Linked DNA regions of Mus musculus: all the other regions are linked to region 1. Evidence: chromatin contacts called from public HiChIP or PLAC-seq and capture Hi-C data. All regions are on one chromosome and are shown on one strand. The core of a region is the stretch at or near the end of the contact, and the rest is flanking DNA. Distances in the headings are between cores, read along the strand shown. Region 1 holds the start of Adap1 (ArfGAP with dual PH domains 1). Region 2 holds the start of Ints1 (integrator complex subunit 1). Region 3 overlaps Ints1 (integrator complex subunit 1).

What was found. HiChIP or PLAC-seq counts read pairs in DNA pulled down with a chosen protein or histone mark. Capture Hi-C pulls out chosen DNA fragments and counts their contacts.
Region 2: a contact with region 1 is called in a capture Hi-C map of embryonic stem cells, with 2.7 times the contacts expected there. The contact joins the promoter of Ints1 here to the promoter of Adap1 in region 1. A contact is called at or near these places in 6 of 115 datasets of contacts at active chromatin or transcription factors (embryonic forebrain, embryonic hindbrain, embryonic midbrain and 3 more) and 2 of 9 other capture datasets (adipose tissue and embryonic stem cells).
Region 3: an H3K4me3 HiChIP or PLAC-seq map of embryonic midbrain shows a contact between it and region 1, with 5 times the contacts expected there. The contact joins the enhancer-like site here to the promoter of Adap1 in region 1. A contact is called at or near these places in 2 of 39 promoter capture datasets (cranial neural crest and pre-B cells), 2 of 15 datasets of contacts at CTCF or cohesin (embryonic stem cells and large pre-B cells), 11 of 484 Hi-C or Micro-C datasets (B cells, the G1E-ER4 cell line, brown adipocytes and 5 more), 8 of 115 datasets of contacts at active chromatin or transcription factors (embryonic forebrain, embryonic hindbrain, embryonic midbrain and 3 more) and 2 of 9 other capture datasets (adipose tissue and embryonic stem cells).

Annotation. Positions count from the first base shown.
Region 1 is chr5:139,323,742-139,327,724 of GRCm38.p6, reverse strand. It overlaps Adap1 (ArfGAP with dual PH domains 1), which reads left to right and starts at 2,261. Exons shown (of 11, transcript NM_172723.4): 1 at 2,261-2,444. The coding sequence starts at 2,363.
Region 2 is chr5:139,773,721-139,777,703 of GRCm38.p6, reverse strand. Ints1 (integrator complex subunit 1) reads left to right here and starts at 2,026. Exons shown (of 47, transcript NM_026748.2): 1 at 2,026-2,372; 2 at 3,126-3,416. The coding sequence starts at 2,234.
Region 3 is chr5:139,753,182-139,757,164 of GRCm38.p6, reverse strand. It overlaps Ints1 (integrator complex subunit 1), which reads left to right. Exons shown (of 47, transcript NM_026748.2): 35 at 1-104; 36 at 634-721; 37 at 804-1,030; 38 at 1,165-1,288; 39 at 1,855-1,988; 40 at 2,066-2,258; 41 at 2,964-3,091; 42 at 3,592-3,704. Among named protein-coding and RNA genes, the nearest start is that of Mir7037, 13 kb to the left of the region's middle. Within about 2 kb of position 2,209, at least 9 of the 459 cell types and tissues checked have an H3K27ac peak or open chromatin away from gene starts, as enhancers often do.

The DNA of each region.
Region 1 (3,983 bases), core at 1,012-3,511:
AAACTGTTGGGAGACAGGGCTCGCCTCTGCCTTCCTCAGAGCAAGGACAGCTGCCAGCACGGCTGGGTCGCACGATGGGACTTCTGGGTCCTTGCACAATTCCTTACTCAGGGTTTCACAGCACAAGCAGGCAGTGGAGAGGGGAGGCAGGGGGCTGTCACTGGTCCTTAGAGACCAGCTACTAGGCTGGAGTGGCCATCCTGACTTTCAACAGCTCTGGGCTCAGTTCCCAGCCTCTGAGCCTCTGGTGGCAGCTGCTTGAAGACCTACTGTGTGTAAGTTCCTGCACTCACTGGGTGCTGCAGGAGGCACTCAGCCGTCTGAGGCACTTCCTACCCAGTGTGGCCATATGCTCTGAGGAGGCAGACGCCTGGCCTCTGGTTAGATGCCCAACCCAGGCCTGGGAAGTGCTAGGGTATTGGGGCTGGGGTCTACAGCCGAGACCTGGACAGCAGAGGAGAGGACTGGAAGGGCAGAGAAGAGGAAAGCTCAGATGGGTGAATCATCTTTGCTGGCAGCAACACAGGCCTGAGACGGCAGGGTGCAGGCTCAGGCCTTGCTGCCTTTGAGCTGTCCTTGATAGGCCTCGGTCTGGCCCCAGGAAGGAGCTTCCTCACTGACAATTTGTTCTCTTTAGGGAGATGGGGTCTGTGTCTCTTTGTCTCTCGGGTTTGCTGTCACTCTAGTTCTGTCATGCATACGTGTGCCTCAGTTTCCCTGACTATAAAATGGGGGTTGAATAAGAAAGCATAGGTGGCACTCCATGCTTGTTATTTGAGCACTCAAGAGACGGTGGCAGGATTGCTGCAAGTCTGAGACTGACTGGATTACTAGAGACCTGGGACACAACTACTACCATTAGTCTATTTTTGTCTTGATTCTGTATTTTTGTTGCTTGTTTGTTTGTTTGTTTTTAAAGACTGGGTCTCGTATAGTCCAGGTTGTTCTCCTCATACTAGATGTGTAGCTGAGGATGGCCTTGAACAGCGGATCCTCCTGCCTCGACCTCCTGGGCACTGAGAGTAGAGGCATCCGTCAGTACTCCTAGGTTCTGTGGTGCCGAGGACACAATACGCAGCTCGGTGAATGCTGGGTAAGCTCTCTATCCATTGAACCACTTCCCCAGCCCCCAGCAGTCTGCATTTTGCTTCATTCTCCAAGCTCCTGCTGTGTGCCAGGTCTGGAGCCAGGCTCCAGTAGGCTTCAGGAGAAAAACATTAGATCCGTTAAACAACAAGCCTACAGCGCCACCGGCCTCAAGACCTCCAAAATGTGCATTGGGGCAGGTTGCATGTTCTGTCTCCTGATCCCAAAACAAGTTCTGCAATGGCATGACAGCCAGGTCAGGAGGGACAGATGCCCCTGGCAAGACAACAGCCTCAGCAGAGGGCCACCAGGTGGAGTCGGCCAGGATTGCAAACGTTCATGACATCAAAGTAGACACTCAGAAAGACAATGTGCAGTAAAGCAGCATGACATACGTGGTGGGACAAAACGGACCCTTCCTCCCCAGGAAGCAAGAGAGAGCATAACGAAGAGGCTAGGGTCCCAACAACCTAACTTCCTCCCAGTAGCCCTGACCACACTATAGCATCACCGTGGGGACTGTGCCCTTAACCCAGGGGCCTTTGCGGGGCAGGGAACACTGTGGGGCCAAATCATAGAGCAACCAACACCCTGGCTGTGACATATTAGCAGGAGTAGACTCTCAGGAGGCTTTGGAGATGGCTTTCATTTCTCAGTTGGGTGTGGCCATTGGCTTCTAAATGGCTACTATTGCGTTTATAATGGAGAAAATGGAATTTGAAAAGAAATGCTAGGGCCAGTTAAAGAAGCAGACACCCGGCTCTGGGAGGGAGCGGGCCAGAGATCAGGAAGGGTGTGGCCAGTTCTTGTCCTATCTCTTGGAGATGAGACTATAGACTTGGACACGTGTGAGGGTGGAGCCCTTCGATCCTTTTAGTACTGGAATTTGTCATTCATAGGTAGGGCTAGCCTGAGCTGCCCGCGACCTCAGCTTCAACCCAACAGGCACGCTTGCGTGTTGGGTGGCCCATCCTTCCGCAGCGCGGGTTCCCTGCGACCCCGCCCCAGGTGGACCCGTTGAGGCCGGGCTCTCCAAGAGGCCGCTCCCTGTCCGCGCCGCTGGGGGCCGCCCGCGGGCCGCGCCGTCCCGGGCGCGCCGTGCGTTACTCCCCGGTCCCCGCGCGCGCAGCTCCGCTCAGGGCGGCCCCGCGCGGCGACACGATCGGGGCCGGCGCGCGGGCTGAGCGGTGGCGATGGCGCAAGGCGGGCGGCGGGCGCGCGGCGCGGGGCCCTAGCGGGGCGGGCGTGCTCGGGACGGCGCGGTGGCCGCGCAGCCATGGCCGGGGAGCGGCGCCGGGCGCTGCTGGAGCTACTGACGCGGCCGGGGAACACGCGCTGCGCTGACTGCGGAGCCCCGGGTAGGTGCGGGACGGGCGGAGGCGCGGGGTGCGGCCGGGTGGACAGGACTGCGTGGGGGGCGCGGGGGATGGGGACGCGCCACGCGCTGGGTCCTGGCTGGGTTGGGGCGCGGCCCGGGTGCACCTGCCGGCGTCAGGGACTGGCAGTGGTGAGGCGCAGCATCCGGAGGGCACCTCGCGGGCTCCGTGCGACCTGTGCCGCCGACTCCCCTCCCCCGCCGGGCTGCGTGTCACGCTGTCACCCGCAGCCGCCTCCCCTCCCCAGCCTTGCGAAACCTTGGCGTCTCGGGGTATTAAAAAAAAAGAGGAAATCAGCAGGGGCGGTTGGCTTGCAAGGAAAGCGGCCAGTGAGCCCAGGGTGTCTGCCAGGGAGTATGGGGTCCACCTGGTTCCCAGCTACCTGGAGATGACGTCATGGCATCCCTGCCTGGGGCCACCGTCTTGTACAGACTCAAGGCTGGGGGAGGATGCAGAGCCTTGGGTGGCCCTGTGAGGACATTCTGGCCATGTGCCTTTGGCTCTCTCTACCTAGCTTCTCTGGGATCAGGACAGTCGGGGACAGGTGGGAGTCATAGACGCATATGTCAGACATCTTCCAGACTTTGTCCCTTGGTTGCTCCAGGTTTGGAAGGATTTGTAGGGGCCAGAACACAGGGGCTCAGGATTGGCTATGGAAAAAGGGCCGGGTTCTCTGACCAGCTGGCAGGCTCTGAGAGCTGGCCCTCCCAGGCCGATCCTATCTGGGTATGCAGGTGGGGACAGGGCATTTCAGGGATATCAGGGGGCCCTAGCATGAACCCCTCAGAACATACCAGGAATCAATTCCTTGGGGACTTAACTCTATCTCCCTGAGATGCAGGCGGAAAGCCTGCAGTCTGTAAATAGGACCTCCTTCCCATCTCTCCCCCACATCCCCGCCTCTGGGCTGAAGAGTGCCAGCCTGAGGCTGAGAATCTGCTAGCCAATAGTAAGTGCATGCCACCCCAGGGGCCCTGGTGTCCCTGGGAGGAGACATTGACCAAGCTTCAGTGGGAAGTAGGCAAGATGAAGTAGCCCTTTCCTGGTCTCTTGGGGCACCGCAGGGCCCTGACGGTGGTGCAGCGGGGTGGTGCCTCCCTGGTGCTATGTGGTACTGCTGCCAGCTGGCCTGGCTCAGTGGACTCTCCCCACCTCCCTCTCTCAGACCTGCCTTTCAACTTGTTTAGGAAAGCTGGCTATGCTGGAGTCCCCTGTAAGGAGGGCTGATGGGTTGCCCAGCTTCCAAGCCTGACTTGTGGGGGGGGGGCAGCAAACCCCACGAGAGAAGCTGGCCTAACCTCGTATTCCTTGGCCACCCAGCCAGAACAGCTTTTACTTTCCCTAGACCTCCTGGCCTGAGCAGGAGGAAGAAGGGGCTTCCAGAAGGCTCAATAGGAACCACCCTACACCATTCACCTATGTAATGTCCTAGCAGCCCTTTAGCCAGTCCCAGGCCACTGGCTGCCGCAGCTACTGCCCTCTTGGGGCCCAGCCCTTGCTGGCTGTAAGCCAAGCTGCCCA
Region 2 (3,983 bases), core at 777-3,276, 450 kb before region 1:
GGGTTTGGTAAACTTGCAGAAGTGGAGACCAGAAGGGAGCTGGTTATATAAGTGCTTAGAGGATAGCAGTGGGCCTGATGGAGGAGGTTAGCTCCCCTTTCAATGGAATGGATGAAGTCCAGGCCCTCAGAGAGATGCTGGGCCAGGTAATCTGGCTTCCTAGCTTCCTTGCTCTTCCTCAGGTGTCCCCATGTCACATGTCCCTGAATGGATCTGCTCTTTATGTGCCAGAGCTTTCTAGGTGTTCCTGCCCTGCTAACGAGGACACCTGACAGGGCCTATCTTGGCATGCCATATGGCATGACCTGTGGTGAGGAGTTCCAGCAGGGATGCAGGGTGTGTGCGGCTGAGGACCGGGAGGCTTTGCAGGCACTGATGCTGGTACCACAGAGAGGGAGAGAGGGAGGCTTGCTGCAAGTGAGGTGGGCTAAGCTGAACTGGGAATGCTGCATCCATACAGGGAGCCACAGAGCCCCGGGGACACTGTCCACCACCAGGCACAGCAGTATGAGGCTCAGGCTGGCAGATGGGGACAGCTGCTTCCTGCCACTGGGGCAGTTAGACCACAGCAGCTGCAGGTCTGCTCAGTGTGGTTTGCCAGCATCCTACATAGGTTCTGGGGGACGCTGCCCAACCTTCCCCAAAGGGTCCTCAGCAGGGCTCAGGCTGAGCTGGGTTCCACTGTCACTGGGTTAGGATCTACTGGAGTAAACAGACTCCCCGCCATTTTGTTTGATTTTGCTTTTGTTTTGGGTCAGAGTCTGTCTATGTGGCTCCAGCTGTCCTGGAACTCACGGAGATTCACCTGCCTCTGCCTCCTGAGTGCTGGGATTAAAGGTGTGTGTGACCACACTGTGACAACTCATCCCTTTTTAAAATCTAAATTTTATCTATTGTTATTGTGGGTATGAGTGTGCATGATGTGAATGTACAGCCATGCACACCACAGCACACGTGTAAGTCAGAGGACAAATTTGTAGAGTTGGCTCAGCAAGCTCTTTCACCTACTGACCCATCCTGCTTACCCTGACATACTGTTATTGTAGCCCTGGCATCACAGTAAGAAAGACCCTGAACTGCAGGCACTGACAGGTATGGGAGGTGCGCTCCTGGGGCTGAAAACCAGCTCTCTGCCTGAAGCTCCCTTTGTGCCACAATGTTCAAACACATCCTTTATTCAGCCCACAAATGTTTACTATATAGCTCTGGGCTTGCTGGCACCAAGGAGGCTGGCCATCATGGGGACAATCCATTAAGGGCGCTTGAGGGTCTTGGGCTCCCAATCCTAATTCTATGACCTTGGAATGTCTATCTGTCTGTCTATATGTGTATAGATACACTCAGACATTCACACACATACATAAACACACATACATATATATGTATACACACATACATGTACACACACACAAACATGGTCTCGGGACCATGTCTGGAATTTTGTCTTTGTCCCAGCAGCTGGACAATCTATCTGGGACTTCCTTAGAGGAGACCTGCAGTACCTATCCTGATAGCTCCATGTAGAGGTCTCCATGGAGAGGGAGGTACCCAAATCAGGTGAATCCAGAGGCCATTGACAGAGGTACCCAAATCAGGTGAATCCAGAGGCCATTGACAGAGGCCTTCAACATTTTAGAGCATGTATCAATATGAAAGTAGGATTTTGACTTTTTTGTTGTTGTTGTTTTTTGAGAAAGGGTTTCTCTGTATAGCCCTGGCTGTCCTCGAACTCAGAAATCCGCCTGCCTCTGCTTCCCAAATGCTGGGATTAAAGGCGTGCGCCACCACCGACCGGCTGGATTTTGACTTCTTGAGCTAGGATCAGATTTAGCTCCAAAACCGTAAGAGGGAACAGTTTATGCCCAACAAGCCCAGCTTTCAGACAGGCATAGGTCCATCCAGCCTCCGGCCGCCAGAGGGCGGTGCAAACACTAGTAGGCTCTGCCTGCCTCTCTCCTCTCTTCCTCGCCTTCGGGTTTGTTTTACTTCCGGTTATGTGAGAAATCAGCGCTCGGAAGGCTCGCAGATCAGTTTGCACTTCCGGAGCGCCCGTGTCTCGGGTCTGCAGAGTGCTGCACCGGAGGTGAGGGGCCTTTGCACCCAGGTGAAGTCCGCTCCCTGCGGTGACATCCGTCTCCGCAGTCGGCCGCGTGTGTGCCGCACTTGGCCCCTTTCTGTGACCCCGGTAGGCGGCCCTGGGCACTCGGTCCAGTGGCCCCGGTGCGAGGGATGAATGACTGAGCGAGCGAGTGACTCCCGCCGCCTCCTCCCAGGTGAAGGCGCTTCCTCTAGGGGCGCCCGGGCCGCGGGGAGGATGAATCGAGCCAAGCCCACCACCGTACGGAGACCCAGCGCGGCCGCCAAGCCCTCAGGTGCGTCCCTGCGCGCGGCGACCTCGAGACGGTCAATGAATGGGTTCCATGAAGGCCGGCATGGCCACTGAAGGGGTTCCTACGGGACATAGTTAACTTGGGACTGTTGGGAGAGCGTGGGCATCCAACACAGCAGGACAACGGTCATCCAACCCAGGCTTCCTGCATACATTGCTGTCCTGAGGGGCTCCTAAAGGACAAGGGCATCCTTGTCCTGCTGAGCATCTGGCAAGGACAGGGTACCTGGACCAGAATCACAGTCTCTGAAGCCGGATAATCTAGACTGGGGTCCTAAAGTTTCTTCTTGCTAACTGTGTGACACTGGCACATTACTTAACTTCTGTCTATTTTGTTTTGTCTTGTTTTGTTTTGGTTTTTTCGAGACAGGGTTTCTCTGTGTAGCCCTGGCTGACCTGGAACTCACTCTGTAGACCAGGCTGGCCTTGAACTCAGAAATCCTCCTGCCTCTGCCTCCCAAGTGCTGGGATTAAAGGCATGTGCCACCAGTCCCCTGCCTAACTTCTGTGTCTTTATTTGTAAAACGAGGGTCATAACTTTTGAAGAAGCCCGGTGAGAATTAAGTAGACAGTGCTTATGAGTTACAGATGGCTTAGTTTCTAGTCAGCACTGGATCAGCGTCAGCCATCGCTTGCTCTGCCAGGGTGGTTGGACAACCTCAGGCTTTACTTTTGTCTCTTGGGGGCCCACTCTGAGATTGGGTATCACAGGTGTGGGTTTTCTGTTCCTCTGCAGGGCACCCTCCCCCTGGGGACTTTATTGCTCTGGGGTCCAAGGGTCAGGCCAGTGAATCAAAGACAACGTCCACCCTGCTGAAGCCAGCCCCTTCTGGGCTACCCTCAGAGCGCAAGAGAGATGCTTCAGCTTCTCTGTCTGGGACCTCTGCGCTGACCGGCCTCACTAAGCGCCCCAAACTGTCCTCCACTCCCCCACTGAGCGCCCTGGGACGTCTGGCTGAAGCCGCAGTTGCAGAGAAGCGAGCCATTTCTCCATCGATTAAGGAGCCATCTGTGGTGCCCATTGAAGGTAAGATCAGACTGCCAACTTCCCCAGAGAGATTCCTTCATCCTGTCCATCTGCCCAGTGCCCGTGGGAGCCACTTCCAGCCTGGTTCTGTTAGCGTAGTGGGGTCTTGGCTTCCTGTGGGCTCGCTGCCTGGCATTGTGAACAGATGCACCTCCCATTCCCACAGTGCTCCTGGTTCCTCGTTCCATCATTTATCTGGCCTGTGTACAGCCTGCCCCTGGTTGTGACAGCACTGTTCTGAACCGTGCTGGGACAGGTGCGCAGGCTGTGGTGGCATCTAAGTGGTTCTAGCCCGGTCCTCCAGTGGAAGGGGATTCTTTGCTCACTGTCTTTGCCTCCAGGACAGGGAGCATTTTGGTGCCATTTTCCAGGTAGAAAATAGGTCCCCCAAGTACCAAAGAGACCTCAGAGGAGAGACGAGTGTCCCTGAAGTTGTGCAGGGGTCTGACCTTCTCCTCCTTCTTGTCATTTATCCCATGACTTCTTTGACAGTGCCAGGATTGAGCCTAGGTCCAGATGCACACAAGGCAAGTGTTGTAACCACTGAACTCTACAGCCCAGAGCCCC
Region 3 (3,983 bases), core at 960-3,459, 430 kb before region 1:
CTCTCCTTCCGCCCCTACCTCCTGGCCCTCCTCACGCACCAGGCCAGCTGGTCCACGCTGCACTGCTGCATCCGTGTCCTGCTAGGCAAGAGCCGTGAGCAGAGGTGAGGCCAACTGCAGACCCCAGGAGCCTCTCGGCCTGGATGCAACTTTGTGTGAACCATGAATTGTGTCCCTTCCACCTCTATTCAGGGCAGCATCTCCTGAGGGGGGTGCTATTGTGCTCAGTGCCTTGGGCACCTGCAAGCCCTCAATAGCAGGGCCAGTATTTTGCTTTTGGTGCCCAGCCCCTCACCTAGGGGTAGACAGTCCAGGCCCTCCCATCTCCTTGGCACATTTTTGTCTGTGGAGAATTTGGCTTACGTCCACGCCATGGTACAGGAGGCAAAAGAGCTGTGGCAAGCTGCCCATCCAGCCTGTGGTCCCTTGACTGTGACAGGCCCATAGTGTGGGCACAGGCTGTGCTTGAGTTTTCTCATAGGAACCATCAGGTGCCCAGCTCACAAACACAAGACCTGGGAGTGTGTGGGTCAGGGAGACCAAAGACTAGGGACTCCTCAGAAGGACAGAGGTGGCCCTCTACTGAGGTCCCTTTTTTAGGAACTTTACCCTGGCATTGCTTGCTCCTCCCAGGCTCGACCCTTCAGCATCCCTGGACTTCCTCTGGGCCTGTATCCATGTCCCCCGGATCTGGCAGGGCCGGGACCAGCGCACTCCACAGGCAGGTCTCAAGAGGTTAGCCCAACCCATGGGTGGTGGCTGCACACACATCCTGGGGCTGACCTGCAGCCTCCTGATTGCAGAAGCGGCGGGAGGAGTTGGTGCTCCACGTGCAGGGCCCAGAGCTGCTCAGCCTGGTGGAGCTTATCCTGTCCGAGGCAGAGACCAGGAGCCAGGATGGGGACAGTGCTGCACGCACCCTTATCCAGACCCGGCTGCCCCTGCTGCTTAGCTGCTGCCGTAGCAATGATGAGAGCATTGGAAAAGTGACCGAGCACCTGACCAGCTGCATCCAGCAATGGGGGGACAGGTACCTGAGTCCCCACTGTGTCCCCTTGCCATAGATGGCTGCTGTGTCACCTGGGAGTGGCTCCTTCAGTACATGTCCCTCCCCTGGCCACACCATCCCAGTGACCCAGTCCCTCTCCCCTCTGCTCTTTCCAGTGTGCTGGGCCAGCGCTGCCGAGACTTGCTGTTGCAACTGTACCTGCAGCGGCCAGAGGTCCGGGTGCCAGTGCCCGAGGTCCTGCTGCAAAGTGAAGGTGCCACCAGCAGCAGCATCTGCAAGGTGAGGGACACAGTCTCCACAGAGCAGGGGGTGGGGGCTGGAGGATGGGGTGCGGGGGGGGGGCTGCACCATCAACCTCACCACAAGGTGAGGGGCATAGTCCCCATAGAGCCTGGAGTGGGGGTGCCATCAGTCTCACCTTAGCTCACCTCACCAGAGCTAGACCTTACTGTGCTAGGCTCTTCCTCTGGATGCAGCTTGGGGCAGAGGGATGCCCCTTCCCCTTTCTGTACCCAGGTTGTGGGCAGACAGGAGTCAGCACATGTGTGTCATGTGGACAATATGGGGCCATGGCCTCCATCACGAGGGTCGTGCACTGTCACCCCAGAGTACCCCAGAGGTCTCCACCTCCTACCCATTCTGGCCAGCTCCACTGTGCCTCAGCAGGGCAGACCAGCTTGCGTCCTCTGGAGTTTTGTGTGAGGGGCCACATGAGCTCCTGCCTTTGGTGTGATCGCTAGAGTGTCCGTGCTGAGCGTGTGTCTGCTGCTGCGTGATGTCCTGGGCCATGAGGGGGTAGGGGGAGTTCAGACGGTGTATAGGCAAGTAGTCTCCCCTCCCCCTAGCTGGACGGCCTCGTCCATCGCTTCATCACGCTCCTGGCAGACACCAGCGACTCCCGGTCTTCTGAGAGCAGAGTGGCTGACGCCAACATGGCCTGCCGGAAGCTGGCTGTGGCCCACCCCGTCCTGCTGCTGAGGTGCGTGCTGTCACAGCCTGTGGTGCTGGGTGACTCGGGGGAAGGTGTAACCAGGGACATTCTTCTGCTCTGCCCAGGCACCTGCCCATGATCGCAGCCCTCCTGCACGGCCGCACTCATCTGAACTTCCAGGAGTTCCGGCAGCAGAACCACCTGGCCTTCTTCCTGCATGTGCTGGGCATCCTGGAGCTGCTGCAGCCGCGTGTGTTCCAGAGCGAACACCAGGGGGCGCTTTGGGACTGCCTGCGATCCTTTATCCGCCTGCTCCTGGTGGGTGCCAGGCAGACTGTCCCCCACATTCCTCAGCCGTACATCCTCCCATGGCCCCTCCTGTCCTTGCCTGACTCCCTTCTGCTCCTACAGGACAGCCTGGAGCCAGGGCCAAAGCCAGGCCACTGCCCAGTGGCTTCTGTCTCCACTGTCTGAAGACCAGCTCTTCACTGAGGCTCCTAAGCCCCAGTATCCCCTGCCTGGGGAATCCACATTCAAGTCCCATGGGTGCTATTTGTTGGTGTCATATGCCTAGTATATACATAATATTATGAAAACAAAAGCCAGGCCAGCCAGGTGTCAGAGTAGCACACCTGCAATCAGCACGAGGGTAGCTGAGGCAGGAGAATTGTAAGTTCTGCACCAGCCTTGGCTATAATATTGAGGCAATATCAGGGTCTGACTCAGGGGCTGGAAGGAGGGCTTAGAGATTAGAGAGCGTTAGCTGCTCTCGCAAAGGAAGACCCTGGTTTGGGTCCCACCACCCACATGGTGGCTCACAAGCATGAGAAACTCTAGTTCCAGGACACCAGACACCCATGTAGTGCACAGACATACAGACATACATTCAGGCAAAACATTCGTTCAATAAAAAACAAAACATCAGGCCCCAGTCAGGCTAGCTCTGTGCTCATGGCTGTCATGGGGGTCATGTATGGTGTAGAGGGTCTGAGGAAGCCTCTGGTGGTTCTGCCTTCTCTACAGAACTACCGGAAGTCCTCCCGCCACCTGGCTCCCTTCATTAGCAAGTTCGTTCAGTTCATCCACAAGTACGTGGGCTGCAGCGCACCAGCAGCCGTGGCCTTCCTGCAGAAGCACGCAGAGCCCCTCCAGTGAGTCCCCACACCTGCCCAGGCTGGCCAGTGGCCCCACACTGGAGCCAGGAGGGGCAGTCCAGACAGTGAATGTTCTGGTCTGAATTGCAGCCTTCAGCTTCATCCCCACTTGCTCCTCCTTACCCCTCCTCCCCATTCACTCCTCCTCACTCACCTCTCTTCCCCATTCACTCCTCCTCACCCCTCCTCCCTATTCACTCCTCCTCACTCACCCCTCCTCCCCATTCACTCCTCCTCACCCCTCCCTATTCACTCCTCACTCACCCCTCCTCCCCATTCACTCCTCACTCACCCCTCCTCCCTATTCACTCCTCACTCACCCCTCCTCCCCATTCACCCCTCCTCCCTATTCACTCCTCCTCACTCACCCCTCCTCCCTACCATTTCTCTTTGCACTTGCCTAACCCCAGGCCCTCCTTCCTGCCCTGCTGCTTCTCCTTGCCTGGCACTCTTCCCCGCCTGCCCTCCTCTGAAGTGAACCCGTGCTTCCTCCACAGTGACCTGTCCTTTGACAACAGTGACCTGGTGATGTTGAAGTCTTTACTGGCAGGGCTCAGCCTGCCCAGCCGGGATGGGAGAACTGACCAAGGCCTGGATGAGGAAGGCGAAGGTAAGCAGACAGGTGAGCTCTTGGGGGGGGTTGTAGGGAGGGTCCTGGTGGGTGTGGCTGAGCCCTGAAGCTTCATCTGTCCTCTGTGTGTGTGTGTGTGTGTATGCGCACGTGCGTGTACGCGCACGGTGCCATGACCAAGCTGACTGAACAGAGCCGCCTCATGGAAATGCTTGGTTCTGCTTCAGACATTACCTTTCTGGATGTTTCCCGTGTGCTGCCCGGGCAGGTTGGTCCTTAGGTCAAGGTCTTACACCTACCTCACTTGCCTGATGGTGG